Linked DNA regions of Mus musculus: region 2 is linked to region 1. Evidence: chromatin contacts called from public Hi-C data. All regions are on one chromosome and are shown on one strand. The core of a region is the stretch at or near the end of the contact, and the rest is flanking DNA. Distances in the headings are between cores, read along the strand shown. Region 1 overlaps Phldb2 (pleckstrin homology like domain, family B, member 2). Region 2 overlaps Cd96 (CD96 antigen).

What was found. A called contact is a pair of places that touch in the nucleus more often than the background predicts.
Region 2: a contact with region 1 is called in a Hi-C map of CD4 T cells, with 2.9 times the contacts expected there. The contact joins two enhancer-like sites. A contact is called at or near these places in 2 of 484 Hi-C or Micro-C datasets (both in CD4 T cells) and 2 of 9 other capture datasets (adipose tissue and pancreatic islet).

Annotation. Positions count from the first base shown.
Region 1 is chr16:45,784,047-45,789,116 of GRCm38.p6, reverse strand. Phldb2 (pleckstrin homology like domain, family B, member 2) reads left to right here. Exons shown (of 18, transcript NM_153412.4): 6 at 1-128. Among named protein-coding and RNA genes, the nearest start is that of Gm52249, 8.9 kb to the left of the region's middle. Within about 2 kb of position 2,291, at least 38 of the 459 cell types and tissues checked have an H3K27ac peak or open chromatin away from gene starts, as enhancers often do.
Region 2 is chr16:46,105,627-46,110,755 of GRCm38.p6, reverse strand. It overlaps Cd96 (CD96 antigen), which reads left to right. Exons shown (of 15, transcript NM_032465.2): 3 at 1,591-1,709. Among named protein-coding and RNA genes, the nearest start is that of Cd96, 12 kb to the left of the region's middle. Within about 2 kb of position 3,130, at least 27 of the 459 cell types and tissues checked have an H3K27ac peak or open chromatin away from gene starts, as enhancers often do.

The sequences.
Region 1 (5,070 bases), core at 1,042-3,541:
AGAAGGTAAAGCTTGATGCTGAGAGGGAAAAGCTAGAGAGGCTTCAGGAGCTGTACTCCGAGCAGAAGACCCAGCTGGACAATTGTCCTGAGTCCATGAGGGAGCAGTTACAGCAACAACTCAAGAGGGTCAGTAGCAAACAGGAACGCACTGCTGGTTTGTTTTGTTCTTTGATATTAAGTTCCGCTTACCTGTGACTTACTGCTTAACAGAGCATACATTTGCCTAAGATCTAATTTTTAGATCCTTAAAAAACATAGATATGCATGCTAACAAATATATATGACTCTCTGTTAAATTGGTTGAAAAATTCCTTGTTAGGACGGTCTCTAGTTCATAATACAAAACTGTTTCTGGAGCCACCAAGATTGTAGCTTTTAAATCAACTGACATCTTCCGCTACTGTATCGTGAGTATTGTTTATCCTTGAATGTCTTTCCTCTTAGCTTGATTTTATGCTCTTGTTTAAGCATTACCCTATTCCGTTTGTACCACCGTGCCTCAGCTATTGACTCTTTTCTTCCTGCTGTTTATAGACATTGAACTTATTAGCATGACGGCAACAGCAAAACAGCAAATCAAAGATGTGGAGTATTACAGATGCCTTCTAGATCTTCTCATACAGATACCTTTTTTTTCCTCTTGGTTTTTTGGAGACAGAGTTTCTCTGAATAGCCCTGGCTGTCCTGGAACTCACTTTGTAGACCAGGCTGGCCTCGAACTCAAAAATCCACCTGCCTCTGCCTCCCAAGTGCTGGGATTAAAGGAGTGAGCCACCACTACCTGGCTTCATACAAATATCCTAACTTTTAAAAGGATCCTGGAGCATGGACCTGCTAGTTCAGTGTTACCAGTTCATTCTCCTATTTCCTAATGCTGGCAAGGTCTAACAGAGCCATGCTGGTTACTTTTCAGTAAGTGGATAACTTCACAAGCGCTGGCAGAGCCACGTATTATTTAATAGTATCTTGACAACTGGATCATCTCTGAACCAGCAGCCCAAATCAACCATGATCCCTGGGAAGTAAGCATTAACAGCCCTGCACCTCTCAAGGAATCACAGGAAGAGTGATTAGTCTTAAGTGAGTAACAATTTATGATTTCACAGGAGTAGACGGACAAGAAGGCGTCTTTCATTCAAGCTTGGCTTGTACTTTGTAAGAATGAGCAAGTAGAAAATTCAGTTATGATAGCACTCTTGAAAAGAATTTCTATGACCTTTATTACAAAATATTTGCTATCTCTGGAAACGTTGCTAGGCAACGAGAAGTTGCAGTTAAACACCATTTGATGTATTTCAGAGGTGGAAAGAATCTTAAGAAGTGAGGCATGGCGCCATATACCTGGAACCCTAGAGGCCAGCCTGGTCTTGCTAGTGAGTTCCACCCAGCCAGCGTTGCATGGCAAGACCTTGTGTCAAACAAACAAATATTAAAAAGTATCAATGCAAACAAGTTAAGCTACAGCATGACCAGCATCACTTATTTCTTACAATATTATTTAAAGAATTTTTTTTGCAAGCTATCCTTTCCCCTTCACTTATTTTATTCTGTATGGCTAATCTCACTGCCAAGAAAAGAAAACTACCTGTCCCTTTCTCTCACACTTCTCTGGAAACTTGGTGATAAAAATAATCTCAAAGAGACTAACATTTGTGAAATTATTTTAGTTTGTAATTATGTTTTATGCCAGATCACACAAGAGATGGGCATACTGGACTTTATATTCATTTCTTGTGTTGCTTCCTACTTATCAATAATGATTTAGCCCTGTGTTCATGATTTTTATCTAGGTCCATAACATACTTATATATTTCATTCTCCTGTTCCTCTAATAGTTCGTGAATCTATGTTCTTTGTAAACCTTGCTTCAAGATTCTATTAGGAATGCAAGATTGTTAATATCACTAATTACTGTTTGCATAATCTGATTCTTTAAGATGAGTCTTAAATCTATTTATGTGTAAAAATCTTCTCAAAGGAAGAAAGGAAGCAGTACAAACAGTGGCTCCATCAACTACAAACAGACGCCTTCCTCGTCCTCTCCATGGGGAAAATTCTGACCATAGGCCCTTTCGTTAGCTTGTGCTCACCTCCTAGTAAGAGATCTCCTGACCCTGTTCCCTTGATGTCTGCGTAACTCCTCACCAGTCTCTTGACTTAACCTCTCACCTCACAGGAAGTTTGTTCATATTCAGAACTTCCTGTGTTGCCACAACACATCTCACTTTAGACTGCAGGAGCTTCCCGAGGGCGGAAGACTAAAGTCATAGTCTAGTTTATTACACGTAGTTCCACTAGATGGCGTGCCACGTGAGATAAAAAGGAAATAGATAGGATGAGCATCATCTTAGTGCACTGCTTTGAAAGGCACTGAATTATCTTGGTCTAGCAACTTGTGCATACGGGACACCTAAATCACTGCCTTAGAAACAGAGGAAACATGCAGGCGATGACATGTTCAGTACTGGCTGGTGTTTAGTTCTGAGAGGCTTGCCAGGCCTGAGCAGTTAGTTCTCAGTGAAGAAGACAAAACTGGGATTGAGTGCTTTTTATTTGCCAGGATAGTTTCTGCTGTGAAAGTGGCTGAGGCAGACACCTAAATGGGGCAGTATTCTGACTCTGTTTATTGTAACTGTTCCTCTAGATCAGTGGTTTTTCAGCCTGTGGGTCATGGCCCCTTGCGGTTACTTATCAGATATCGATATTATGATTCAGAACCGTAGCACCATTGCAGTTATGAAGGAGCCACAAAAATAATTTTATGGCTGGGGCTCACCACAACATGAGGAACTGTATAAAGGGGTCGCAGCATTAGGGAGCTTGAGAACCATGACTCTAGATTGCTGATTTGGGTTTTCTGGCTTTAAGAATATTCTATGCCGTGACACCTATATCTGGGAGTCTCCACATCCATCATTGGCTCTAAAATCCATTTTTTCCATAGTCTAAGAAGAGATGTTCAGCTTATGTGGACCCCACTGTCTTTCTATGTCACAGGGAAAGTCTACACACTTCCCTCTTCCCATATTGCAAACGACTGAGGGATGTTTGCCTCTACTGCATGATACGGAGAGAGGCTTACACACCTCGTACCTCATCTCAGTTTGCCTCCAGAGCTGGGCTTAACCCCTCATGAGATTGTTTCTACAACCATGCCCAGCCATACCACATCTGTTTTCCTCTTTCTCTCTCTCTCTCTCTCTCTCTCTCTCTCTCTCTCTCTCTCTCTCTCTCTCTCTATTGGGCAATGAAAGCCTAAATATCTGCCTTATAAACTCTCAAAGAAAATCCACAAAAAAGAAAAAACAAACAAACAAACAAAAACAAAATGGCCCAACTCTATCTCTTTTAAGTGTGACTTTTTTAAAAAAATTATTTATGGTTATGACTTTTTATTCATTCACTTAATGTCCTGCTCACTGACCCCTTCCCATAACACAGCCCACAATCCTTACCTCTATCTCCCTCCTCTTCTCCTTTGATCAAGTAGGGGGCCTCTTTAGGTATCCCCAACCCTGGCACATCAAATCTCTGTGATGCTAGGCACATCCTCTCCCACTGGGGCCAGACAAGGCAGCCCAGCTAGAAGAACATTATTTTACTTGGCTCGATACTACTCCCATTTTACAAAACTGGAATGTCAGATTAAATTTTGTCAGGCCTGCAAGCCATTGAACTATCTTGTGACCGTGATGCTTCACTCTGTCATGCTGTGCAAGTCTTAGGAGTGAAATTTTTGTTACAATAGTATGCATACTTTTAAAATTGTCCATGTAAACCTACATGAAAATTATCGGATAATACACTTTAAAAAGAGAGAAGGGCTTCTATGGTTCTCATATCTCCAAAATAATTTATAAATAAAACACAAATCAGAAGGCGGGGAGGAAGGAAGGAAGGAAGGAAGGAAGGCAGGAAGAAAGGCAGGCAGGGAAGGAAGGAAGGAAGGAAGAGAGAGAGAGAGAGAGAGAGAGAGAGAGAGAGAGAGAGAGAGAGAGAGAGAGAAAAGAAAGAAAAGGTGGAATGGCACAGAATTTTTCTCACTGTGGCTGTGTCTTCTGGTAACCCTTTCACCTGGGAGCCAGTAGAGGGATGTGATCCTGTGATGTCCTATCAGTGAATGAAAGTTTTGTTACATCCCTCATTCAGCTGCTCAAGTACTTGGCCTGTGTCTGCTCTTCTGTCTCAGTTAGACTATGCCTGTCTCAAACTCCCTTCCCAAAATCTCATTACAGAAATGTTTAAAGGCTTTCTTTCTCTCCTCGTAGCTTTTCGTTCAGCGTTTGTATGAACATGTGATGGTGGCTTAGGTTCCTGGCCACTGTCACAGCATCTGGGTATCCAGCCTAGCCGCATTGTCAGCTTTTCTACCGTATACACTATTATTTTCATTCAGTGGTTTAAAGAATTGCTATAAACCAGTGGGTAACTTTGTTGCTGTCTCTCAGGCTGCTTTGTAGTAACCACGTGTAGAGCAAGTGGCTGGCTAGCATTGTGTACACTGTGGGCCATATACACACTTTAAAGACGATTCACGAGCCAATGTGGAGACTTTGACATTTTTATTTTAATTATCTTTAATTACATTAAGGTTAATTGGAAAATCTTGAGGACTTAATTATAGGTACCTGTATGAATAAATATATCATCTAGTACATTATTTCAAGAAGACATTTTGTTCAAGATACAACATTTTAATTCTCTCTTAAATCCTGTAAGTAAGCAATTCCTTTAGAAATCTCTGATAAGCTAAAAATATTTAGTTTACTTCAAGATACTGAGATACCCTAGCTAAACTAATGAGTGTGTATATGTATTCAGAATGTCTTAAAACATCTTCGTAGTTTACTTTTTAGAATTTGGCCTAGACGAATCCTCTCTCTCTCTCTCTCTCTCTCTCTCTCTCACACACACACACACACTCTCACACACACACACACACACACACACCTCCTCCCAAGACAGAGTCTTACAACTCAAGATCCTTCTGCCTGAGCTTCCCGAGTGCTGGCATTATAGACATGCACTACCACACCCCAATGTGAGTGCTTCACAAATTGCACTTTTC
Region 2 (5,129 bases), core at 1,881-4,380, 320 kb before region 1:
AAGAAAAGTATGCTTTTTAATTTCATGTCAATGCTCAGGGGTATGAAATAGCTATATTTAGCATTTTTGCCCAATTTTGCCCTTGTCTTTTATTTTCCTCATGGACCTCCTTTTTCCCTATAAGAAAAGCCAGTCTCTACTTTCTATTCATTTTCTAGACCTCTATTGTGTACCCACTAGACCTCTTGTAAGTATTCACATCCTTATAACAATTATTAGTGAATAATCAGCCCTAACTGTGAGCCTTTCTGTAGTCATGTTTTATTTTAAACAAATTTGCAAATTATGGTTTTTAGCATTTGTGACTATATATGTACATACCATATTATTTGAATATCTTATTTTAAAATTATTTATCTAAATATTTTTCTCCTTTGATTTGTAAAATTTCTCTCAGTGCATTAGCTCTTGTGCGCATACAGCTTCCGCTTTGTTCTAAATTTGTCTCATTCCCAGAGTGATTTTTGAAAATGATTTTCTGACTTACATCGCCTATCTCTCACGAGTCATCTTATCTTCAGTGAACTCATTTATCAGCCCTTCCCAATTTTCTACAGTTTATGTCGTCTTTTTTCTTTCAACTCATTTTGAGTAATGAGGTTGTAGCTTTTATTTGTGTGTAGACATGTTAGCACTCTGCTTTTGTTGTTACATTAATGGTATTTTATCCTCTGGCCTTTTTCTCACTGTAGTTTAACAGCTCATTCTACCGCAATCATTCTTCTACTGCTTGAGTGTGTTCTTATCCTTACCATGGAAGTCAGCCCAGCTAGCTCTTCTGTTGCCTTTGCTGTGTCCAGAGCCAGAGTCTGTTATCTTTGAGGAACCCCACCGTATGCTGCCGGGCTGTCGAGGTGGGCTTCCTTTCCTTCTGTCTCCCACTTTTATCTGGATGTCCTCTTTGATTTCTCACAGTGAATCCATCTCTCTTAATCTGAATTCTTCTCCTAAGGGTTTCCACACAGCGCTGAGGACATTCCACCGGGCCATCTGTCACAGCATGGGGGACCTAGTCTGTTTCCCAAGAAGAAACTGGCAATCTGGGGCCTGCATCTCCCTTCTCCGCCTCTGCTGTTGTTCTCAGATTAGCCAGCCTGTCTGTGCAGTGATCACCCTCAGGGGAGCAGATTTCTCTGTTCTAAAGCTCGTAGGAAACTTAGTCCATTTTCCTTTTTTCTTTTCGAACAGTTGCTATTACCTGGTCTGGTAGTTTAGTTATAGTTTAATGTTCTTGTAGATATTTTCTAGGTGATTTTAACTTACTTTCTCTGTCGTTCTCAGTTCTATTTTAGAAGGATGGAACCTCAAGATGGATGGACTGATTTGGGGTTAAAGCAGAAGAGTATGTCAAATTTTGAGTTGGGTTGTTAAATAATTTCGCTGTGAGTTTTCAGTGATGAGTAATTGCCCAGACTTCCCCTGGTTCAGTTTTGCCATTTAAACAAGGACTACAGTAGAATTCTGCCTCCTTACTTCATAGGTGTCTTGAAGATGGATGGATCTCTATTCTAAACTTTTTTTTTGTCTCTTTGATAAAATGTACTTTGTATGCCGAGATCCATGAATCTTCCACCCTGTGTTTTGTTCCAGATACACAAGATGAACACAACTATACAATAGAAATAGAGACAAATCGGACTCTGGAAATACCATGCTTTCAAAATACCTCCTCAGAAATTCCACCTAGGTTCACCTTTTCATGGTTGGTGGTAAGCGTTGCCCTTTTCAGTGAATAACTGTAATGATCTTTAAATATTAATGAGGTGAAATGAATAGCAAGTAATAATAGAGAAGAACTTGATGAGACCCAGGCATTATGCCAGGGGCTCAGGAAGGAAGTAAAGGGCACCAAGGTGTCTTCTAACTAGGCAAGCAGCGATGTATGCAGTGGGACTCTGAAATTAGCTCCTAGAGGTAGATTTCTATTTCAAATGATAAACCTGACCATGACTGCAGAGAGAACAAGGTGTGATGCTGCCCCAGTGAGGAACCACTTACAGCAGCCCCTGAGCACAGATGTTTGTTTTACAAATAACATTTATAGAGATATAGACCCCATTTCCCAGAACCTGCATTGCCACAATCCTGCATTGCTTTAATCAAGAAATGCAAAAACAATTCAATGCTTACAAAATACAAGAGGAGGAGTCTGGAAAGATAGCTCAGCCGTTGAGTGCTTACTGCTCTATCAGAGGGCACTAATAGGCACACAAGGAATCCAACTCAACCCCTGTCTTCTGACCCCCATAAGTGCCTACATACACATACGGAAACACACACACACACAAATATCTTGCTTAAAAACACATCTGTGTATGGGAGAAACAGGCTTCGGAGAGGCTCGTTACTATTCAACTCTCTTACTGAGGCAATGGCTACAAGAAAATAGAAACCATGACCTTTAGAAACCACTACAAGGAGCCAGAATAAGGACTTTTAAAAGTTTCATGTATTTATTTAATTGGGGGTTGTGTGAAGCCAGAGAACAACATTTAGGAGTCAGTTCTCTTCTTCCATCCTGTAGTCCCAGGGACAGATCTCAGGCCACCTATTTACCATCTTCATACTAAATGGGTGGTCACTACACTTGTGCTGTTTGGTTGGTTAATGAGAGCCAGCTCATTATGTGTCAGATATTAAATAACTTAGAAGTCTCCTTTATCTAGCAGTGTCCTTCAAGGAAACTTGGAAGGTGGTATAAACATTTTGTATTGATCCCGTACAGACATTTAGAACAAATGAGGGCCAGAGAGGACGTGAGCTACCTAGAGCAAGATGATAAGTCTAAACCATCAGCAGACCCTCAAGACAAACTGTCATTTTAAAGAACAGATTGTAATAATGACAAATTGGGAGATCCCATTGAAAGAATCCTTCCTACAAAGGGAATATCGTGTTGGCAATATGCTGTTTCCACTGTGCACTCTCCTTTTAAATGTCAAAATCTGTTTGCCTTGCTGACCTATAGCCTTGCCCTAACTACAAATGGCTCCAGAATTTACTAAGTCTGGTGTGAAAACATCTTATGTCCCTATATTAAGAAATAGAGGCTTCCCCAGGTCTTCATTGCTGAATGTCTTCAGAGGTGACACAGATTCTCACAAACAGGAAATAATGTGGCTTTAAGTAAAAGGGTAAGGAGGAGAAATGATGAAGATAAGCTCAGCCGGCAGGAACCTGCTGTGCTGAGCCCCGAAACTCTGTGGAGCTGCAATGAAAGGCCTCCTGCCCGGAGTGTTTCATTAAACCCTAAGAACGGTTCTGAAGACCAAAATGACCCAAGTCCCCAGAAAATAAAAGTCATGTTGTTGTGCATGTGAAATTCTAAAATCTAATTAACTCAGTTGGAAACCTCATGGGGGAAGTTATTATTAGGATTCTCAATATCATTGGAAAATGTACTTGCTATGTGTACATGGTCTCATGGTCAGCTGTGTAAAGTGGAGCAGATCATTCCCTTTAGGGAGTTATATTTCAGGACTGTACTACACTGAATTCAATAGGCATCGGACACAGTGAATCTAACATTCAGCAGCTGTCACAGGATAATTCAGTTACCTAAGAAAGCACAAGCATCTATGTGAACAGTGGAGTGATATATAAGAAATCAAGGACTATGTGGGTATAGTTGAGATATGGGTGGGTAGATAAATGGCAAATGCTAATTTTGCTACTTAATTCCTAGGACACATACCAGCATCAGGGAAATCCTTCAGGCTTATTCTGGGAGTTTCTAAATACATTCTAATATTCTGTTTTCATTACAAACTATCATCCTGTGATTTCCCACAGTATAAATTTTAATTCAATCCAATAAACAGATGTGACTCTGATTTGAGTGTTAGAACCCACAGGGATACAGACTATATTAGACATATTTTCTATCATGTCATGTGTTTTTAATAAAATGTAAAAAAGAATAGGAGTGTTCAGGGAAAACAATTTATCAGATAATTCCAGAAAAGCTTTTTGAAAAGTTATGTTGGATCACATAATAGAAGACAGTTTATAGCAAAAGACAGACACATGCTATAACAAGACCCTGGTAGTCATACATACAAACTAGTAGTATACAGTGGAAAATATCTTAGGGAAATATGTGATCCCACAGTCAATGAACTAAACAGAGATCCTTCACCACTGCTTATGAGCTTACAGTGGCTTGTGGTTGCCTGCATAAGACTTGTAGAAGACCAAGGAAGTCAGCATTCTGGCATGGAACAGGAGATGCTTAGAATCCTATACCCCTAACTGAAGAGCTTGGGACAGCTAAAAGCTTCTGTGTAAATGAGAAGTTGGTTCTCTTTAAGGATGTGACTTCTAGTAGCTTTACCTCCATCCAGGGATGGCCCCACACCTGGTAGTCCAGGAACAGCACAAATTGGATGCAATGGATTGTTTTTTAAAAAAACACAGAGGGGACACAAGGTTGGGGGTGTGAAGCGGTGAAGATGGGTCTGGGAGAATTTAGAGAGAAGAGTTGTGGTGAATATGATCAAAGTACTTGTTTGAAATCTTTGAAATCATAAAATATATTTTAAAATCAATAAAAACAGAAAGAGGACTGTCTAAATACTTATAAATATACCCATAGATTAAACAGCTTTTACTGCTCACGAGGGAAGCTTCTTTTTTGCCACGGAGACAGAACAACTAGCACCAATTATAAATGACTGTGAAGTGCCCAGTCACAAATGGGACATCTCTAACATACCAACTTCTCACAAGGCTCTGGGAGCATCATGGAATAAGGGCAGAAAGGCTGTTGTAAAAGTCAGAGGGGTAAAAAGACTTCTGTGAGGTAGTGACTTCTGCATATGATATGACAGGGCCATTGCACCTACAAAATCACAATAGCTGCAGGTGACTGCACAAGGCATCCGCAGGATCAAGCCAGTCAACATTCCGCATGGATGGGAAATGAATTAATGTGTCCCCACTCCCAAGTGAACAGTTATTGGCACTTGATGACTTCTGGGAGAGGGTTGATGGGTTTTCTTCCGGGATGCGGTCCCGATAGGTTGCCCACGCTCTAAAGGGCATTAAAGGACATCCCTAAGCCTATATATATAGTCAGCACTAGACTTCATGAGTTATAAAGAAGGAAAAGGAAGGAGACAGTAAAGCAG